Linked DNA regions of Mus musculus: region 2 is linked to region 1. A link is a contact called in public HiCAR-type data. All regions are on one chromosome and are shown on one strand. The core of a region is the stretch at or near the end of the contact, and the rest is flanking DNA. Distances in the headings are between cores, read along the strand shown. Region 1 overlaps Gm42225 (a long non-coding RNA gene). Region 2 overlaps 5031425E22Rik (RIKEN cDNA 5031425E22 gene).

Evidence for each region. HiCAR-type assays count read pairs that join an accessible place to other places.
Region 2: a contact with region 1 is called in a HiCAR-type map of embryonic stem cells, with 4 times the contacts expected there. The contact joins two enhancer-like sites. A contact is called at or near these places in 3 of 484 Hi-C or Micro-C datasets (cortical neurons and liver), 3 of 115 datasets of contacts at active chromatin or transcription factors (all in embryonic stem cells) and 1 of 9 other capture datasets (embryonic stem cells).

The regions. Positions count from the first base shown.
Region 1 is chr5:22,571,727-22,574,598 of GRCm38.p6, reverse strand. The region is part of intron 2 of Gm42225 (a long non-coding RNA gene); the gene reads left to right. Among named protein-coding and RNA genes, the nearest start is that of Gm42225, 17 kb to the left of the region's middle. Within about 2 kb of position 1,513, at least 12 of the 459 cell types and tissues checked have an H3K27ac peak or open chromatin away from gene starts, as enhancers often do. A contact at or near this core is called in embryonic stem cells, where this site is marked.
Region 2 is chr5:23,400,751-23,403,622 of GRCm38.p6, reverse strand. The region is part of intron 1 of 5031425E22Rik (RIKEN cDNA 5031425E22 gene); the gene reads left to right. Among named protein-coding and RNA genes, the nearest start is that of 5031425E22Rik, 31 kb to the left of the region's middle. Within about 2 kb of position 1,417, at least 68 of the 459 cell types and tissues checked have an H3K27ac peak or open chromatin away from gene starts, as enhancers often do. A contact at or near this core is called in embryonic stem cells, where this site is marked.

The DNA.
Region 1 (2,872 bases), core at 264-2,763:
TACAGACAGCTCTCCATGCAAATAAAACATTATCTAGGAACCACGGTGACTGTCACAGTTCCAAAAGACTCCAAGCTATATCTCAATACTGAATTGAGTCAGTATTACCTCAAGGAAGAAAGCAGCAGCATTTTAGGGATGCAGGATGAGGCTGGCAGGCAACCAAGCCCCCACCCTTGTCCTTCTCTAGTCTAAACAGGCTGGAGCAAGGTGGGGGTCCTCAGGCTGCCTGCTGGCACTAGTTTGCAAGACAGTACAACATCTGAGTGGGTTACTGTCATCTTCCTGGACAAGGGGGCAATTCCTTGGAAGGCCAGAACAATGTGCCCTCATCCTAAAGGGGACAGAAGTTCTCAATCTAACCTCTGTTGTGAAGGTCTTTCTCATGGCTTTCTTCCTCATTACTGGCCTTCCACAAGGTTGCAGATTTTCTGAAAACTACCCTTTGTCTTTCTCACTTACTTCTCCAGCCCAGCAACACTTGCCCAGACACTTCTCTCATTCTTTCTGTGCTTTCTTTCTCCTTGCTACAGCTGTGGCCGCCTAGAAATGTCCAAGGAATTCTGCCCAGGTTCAGAAACTCAACAGTCCCTCTGCTTGATTGGGGAATTTACTTCTTGACAAGATGCTGCAGATGGCATAGCCTCAAGCTGAAAATCCCTAGCCTGAGAACTAGGAGGATGTGCCTGCTCATCCACACTGGCCAGTCTGACGATTTACACAATGTGATTTATGCAGTGGCAGGCTCTGTAACTGGTTGAGAGTAATCTATTGAGTCATTCTCAGATGGTTTTAATTTTTATGACACTTTATTCTTGTATGTGTGCTCATGGTGTGTGGGTGCTGGGGATCAGATTTGGGTCATGAGGCTTCTGCAGCAAACACTTTTACCTGTGGGACAATCTTTACAGAGTAACTGGAGCCAGCCAGGCAGCATTACTGACTTGTGACCACTCACTGCATCCCGTACTCCCTGGTTCAAAGCAGATGTCCTGGGTTCAGCTAAATGTCATATTGGTTCCCAAACTAACCTTCTAACTTCCCTGTGAATTCATTCCCCTTCATGAGTTGGCCTATGTGAATTTAACAACCACCTAAATGTTAATGACTCAAATCTGAGTGTTTAACTTAAATGGCTTTCCCTAAGCTCTAGACCCATTTAGCCAAGGCAGCACTACCATTTGGAAGCTTTCCAGGTCCCTACAATTCTGCCTGCTAGAAATTGAACTCTTCCATCTCTGTCCTCTCCGAAGTGTTTGTTTGTTTGTTTGCATCCCCTCATTCAGTGATGGTCACCGGCTCCTCTCAGAATCTTGAACATCATCATTCTTGTCTCCTCTTTAAATGAACCTTTCAATTCTGCCTTCTAAATAGCTTTCTACTTACTATGTGTTTTTTTGGTCTTCATTTCAAATCTGTCCTTGGTGTTGGATTGACTGGCAGAGTGTGGAGCCCTCAGAAACCTCCACCCATTTGGCTGTTGTCATGTAAGAATTTACCTTCTTATGAGGCCAGCAGGAGGGCTCAGCAGGTAAAGGACTGACAACCCTTCCTCCCATGCTAAAAACCACTTGGTGGAGGAGAACAATGCCTACAAACTGTCTGCTGACTAAGTGTGTCCTCCAAAAGCTTGTGTATACACAAAGACACACACACACACACACACACACACACACGCGCGCGCGCGAAATAAGCAAATATAATTGAATTTTTAAAAAATTAATTTTACTTATATCTGTCAGAAAGAAGACTTAATCAGCCATCTAAGATCAATAAAATAGCTGCACTCTTCTGCTCTCAAGAAATAACTGATAAGTGAACTTAAGCAGAGCTTAGAGAGGCGTTCCTTAGAATCCTTTTAACTTGCTTAGTCATGAGACTTTTTGCAGACTTCTGTCTTTTGTTTTTTATTTTAAAGGGGGTGGGAGGAAGCACCAGTTAGTGTCCCAGATAAGGAATGAACAATGTATTCAGTCATTCTGTCAATCTCACATGTAAAAGTCGTGAAAAGAGAGACTTGAGTTACACAGTCACAATCCTACTCCCCAAGGAAGGAAGAGCTAGGTTCTCGTCCACACAGGTGGTGTATTAGTCAGGGTTCTCTAGAGTCACAGAACTTATGGATAATTTCTAAATAGTAAAGGAATTTATTGATGACTTACAGTCGGCAGCCCAATTCCCAACAATGGTTCAGTCGCAGCTGTGAATGGAAGTCCAAGGATCTAGCAGTTACTCAGTCTCACGCAGCAAGCAGGCGAAGGAGCAAGAGCAAGAGCTAGACTCCCTTCTTCCAATGTCCTTATATTGTCTCCAGCAAAAGGTGTAGCCCAGATTAAAGGTGTGTTCCACCACACCTTTAATCCCAGATGAAAGGCATAGCCCAGATTAAAGGTGTGTTCCTTAACTCGGAGATTCAATCTTCTGGAATCCATAGCCACTATGGCTCAAGATCTTCAAACCAAGATCCAGATAAGGATCTCCAAGCCTCCAGATAAGGGTCACTGGTGAGCCTTCCAATTCCGGATTGTAGTTCATTCCAAATATTGTCAAGTTGACAACCAGGAATAGCCACTACAATCCACCCCTTGTCAACTTGACACAAATAATATCTCATGTTCACATGAAACAATAACAAGGTTGTAAATACGCCTAACATGATATAACTATCCCTCGTACAATCGCAAACGCATTAGTAAATTTACAATGGGCATTCATATTACTTTATAATCCTCGTTTCTGCAACTGGTTACGTGGCCTTAATTGGTATTTATAACTACCTTCCTCTACTACCCATTCTGTATTTCCTTCACCTTCAGCCAGCACCTCAGCAGGTCTTGGCTCTTTTCCTGGAGGATTGACCCATACCTTCATT
Region 2 (2,872 bases), core at 168-2,667, 830 kb before region 1:
ATATTATCAGGAGTACAGTGGATTATTCTGAAGTTTTTAGACAATGAACACTTAACAGAAGCAAATCTGTCATTCGCACCCTTTCATATTAGAGAAATAAAATGACTGGTTATTGCTGTTGTTAACTATTGGAGTAAAAGATCAATAGAATGGCTTCCTTTAGTGTCAGATCCCAAAGAAACCCGGGACAAGTCTCGCTCGGTCCCTGTTGCTCCTCCCAGCGCTTGTCACCCCGCCCCCTAGCCCAAACCTGTCCAGCCCAGGGGCGGGACTTTGCTTCCCTTCCCAATTTCTCTTGCCTTTATAAACCTGCCAGTTCAGGCGTGCGCTCCTTAGTCTTGGCTTCTCTCTTGGTCTGCTTGCCCTCTCTCATCTCTTTCTCTCTCGATCTGCCCCTTTCCCTCCTCGCAATGCCTAGTTCAGTTAGATCCTTCCAGATGCCTCTGGCTGAGGTCTTCTCCCTCGTGTCTACAACAGTCTTCTCCTCACCTGTACTGTGAACAGCCATGTCCTCATTTCTATTCATTTAGGAAACTCGTTTCAAAGTTGAGTTGTTGCTAAATTCTTACAGCATGCCCTTTAAGTCAGGTGGCTTCAATAGGCACTTGACTCATAGATAATATAAACCAAAAGATCCAAAAAGGTCTTAAAAAGGCACAGATCAAGACTGTGAAGCTATATATATATATATATATATATATATACCAGATACTTTAAGCGATAGCCTAAAGAGATTTTCAAACAAACAAACAAACAAACCTCAGAAGCAATTAGAAAAATCTCTCTGAAGTACAGAAAAATTGCCATCTATTTGAGCTTTTTTTTTCCTCTATAGGAGTAGTTCATGCCTCTAAAATAAGTAGAAAAAGAAAAATGGCAGGAAATTTGAAATTCAAACTTCCAGGCTGCTACCAATACAGTTTCTAATAGGCTTTCAGAGTTGCTTCTAAATTAAATCAAAACAAAACAAAAACCCATTGAGTCCAGAGTTTCTCATATTTGGTAAACTATTTGGGAAATTTCACAAACTCTGCACGCCAAGGGGCTTTGTTTATTCTCAGACTTCAACCTTGCCATTTTGTTTAGCTTCAGCAATTGTTATAAAACTAAGGAGACAGCTGGTATAAACCTAGGAGCTCTCTTTTCCAAGAATAGACTACACATACATCCCAGGCAGATAAGGAAAGTCTTTTTCTTCTAAATCCAGGCCCTTGTTACTGTTGAGAAATGTAACCCCTCCCCCCCCCCACCCCCCCACCCCCCCCCACCCCCCACCCCCACCCCCCCCACCCCCCACCCCCACCCCGTGTTCCTGTGTACTGCAGACTGCAGTGTCCTGACTGCATCTCCAGAACACCAGATGATCATACTGTTAGGAGCTGTGCTCTGACAGAGGACAGCTCACACTGAGGCTCACAATGAGTCACTGAAGGCCACGGATGCTCCAGCAAGAACTTAGGCTCAGCCCCATCAAGCTTGTAATTAGCTCCCAGTTTACAGGAGAGCTTTGAGAACCTGCCAGGTCTCCCTTGTCACAGCTGCTTTTCTGCCCTTTTAGCTGACCTTCCATGCTGTGAGGACCTACTTCAGACCATCTCCTGCCTCAGTTTGTCTCCTCAGGACTAGAGTGAAGTTCTCCTGTACTGCTTTTTTTACAGGCTTGTCTTCCTATTCATCTGTCTTCCAGCAGCCCCCTGTCTGGGACTCTTTGGAATAAGTCAGTTGCCCCAGGACTTCTTTAAAGTGTCAGTGTAACACCCAGACTACCACAACTACTCCTGCTGCTTAGTTTGGTCTCTGTGAGGATCCTATAATTGTCCAAACCAGATATTTTGCCAAGCCAGTCTGTCCTGCTGGGTGAGTCTCCTTGCAGTGATCTATCACCTGATTCGGGATCCACCCTCTTCCCAGGGCCGGCGCTGTGAAAATGTTGATGATGGCAGTAATTAATGCTAATTAAGAGCTTTGTCAAGAACTGTTTTGGGTACTTGATGTACTTAAATTCCTTTAATTACGACTACAATGCAAAGTGAAACTCAGGTGAATTGCTCAAGCTCACCCACACAGAAGCACGGCCGGGACTTGTTCCTAACCTCCAGGCCAAGGGCTCTCCCTGCTCATGTTGCTTCTGCCATGTTACCATATGCTGCACAGTTGAGGGGTGCTTCCCTCAAGGCGCGACAAATCTTAGCCATGCCGCTTCCCAGCAGGCCTTGGAAGAGCTTTATATACATACTCTCCATTAGAAAAGCATTTGTGATCTCTGCCTCATACAGTTGGATTGGCTTCACTATTGTCTTAGGTACTTCCCTCTTGTTGTAACAGCACTGAACAAAAGCAGCTTGGAGGATGGGTTAATTTTGCTTATTACACTTCTAGGTCACTTCTATCCTTGAGGGAAGTTAGGGCAGGGACTCGAGACAGGGAAACCTGGGGACACTGGCTCATGCTCACCCTGCTTTTGTACACAACCCAGGCCTATCAGCCTAGGGACGGTGCCACCCACAGTGGGCAAGGCCCTCTCACATTCATCATCAACCAAGGCAATCTCTCACAGTCATGGCCACAGGCCAATCTGATTGAGGCAGTTCTGAAATTGAGGTTCCCTCTTTCCAGGCCACTTGAGGTTGCATCAAGTAACCAATGAGAACTAACCAGGACAACTACCAACAGAAATGCCCTTTTGCCAACTGACAAATGGTGCTATTTAGTGTAGTCGTTTTGTCAAACTTCTCAGGTGAGTACAAGCTTCCCTAGCTTCTCAGAAGCCCCAAATTAGAAGACCCGGAATCAAAGCCTTCTTCTATTCCAGCACTGAGAACTAAAACTAGAGAAGAAATTCATTTTGTTTTACAAAGAATAGCAAAACTAC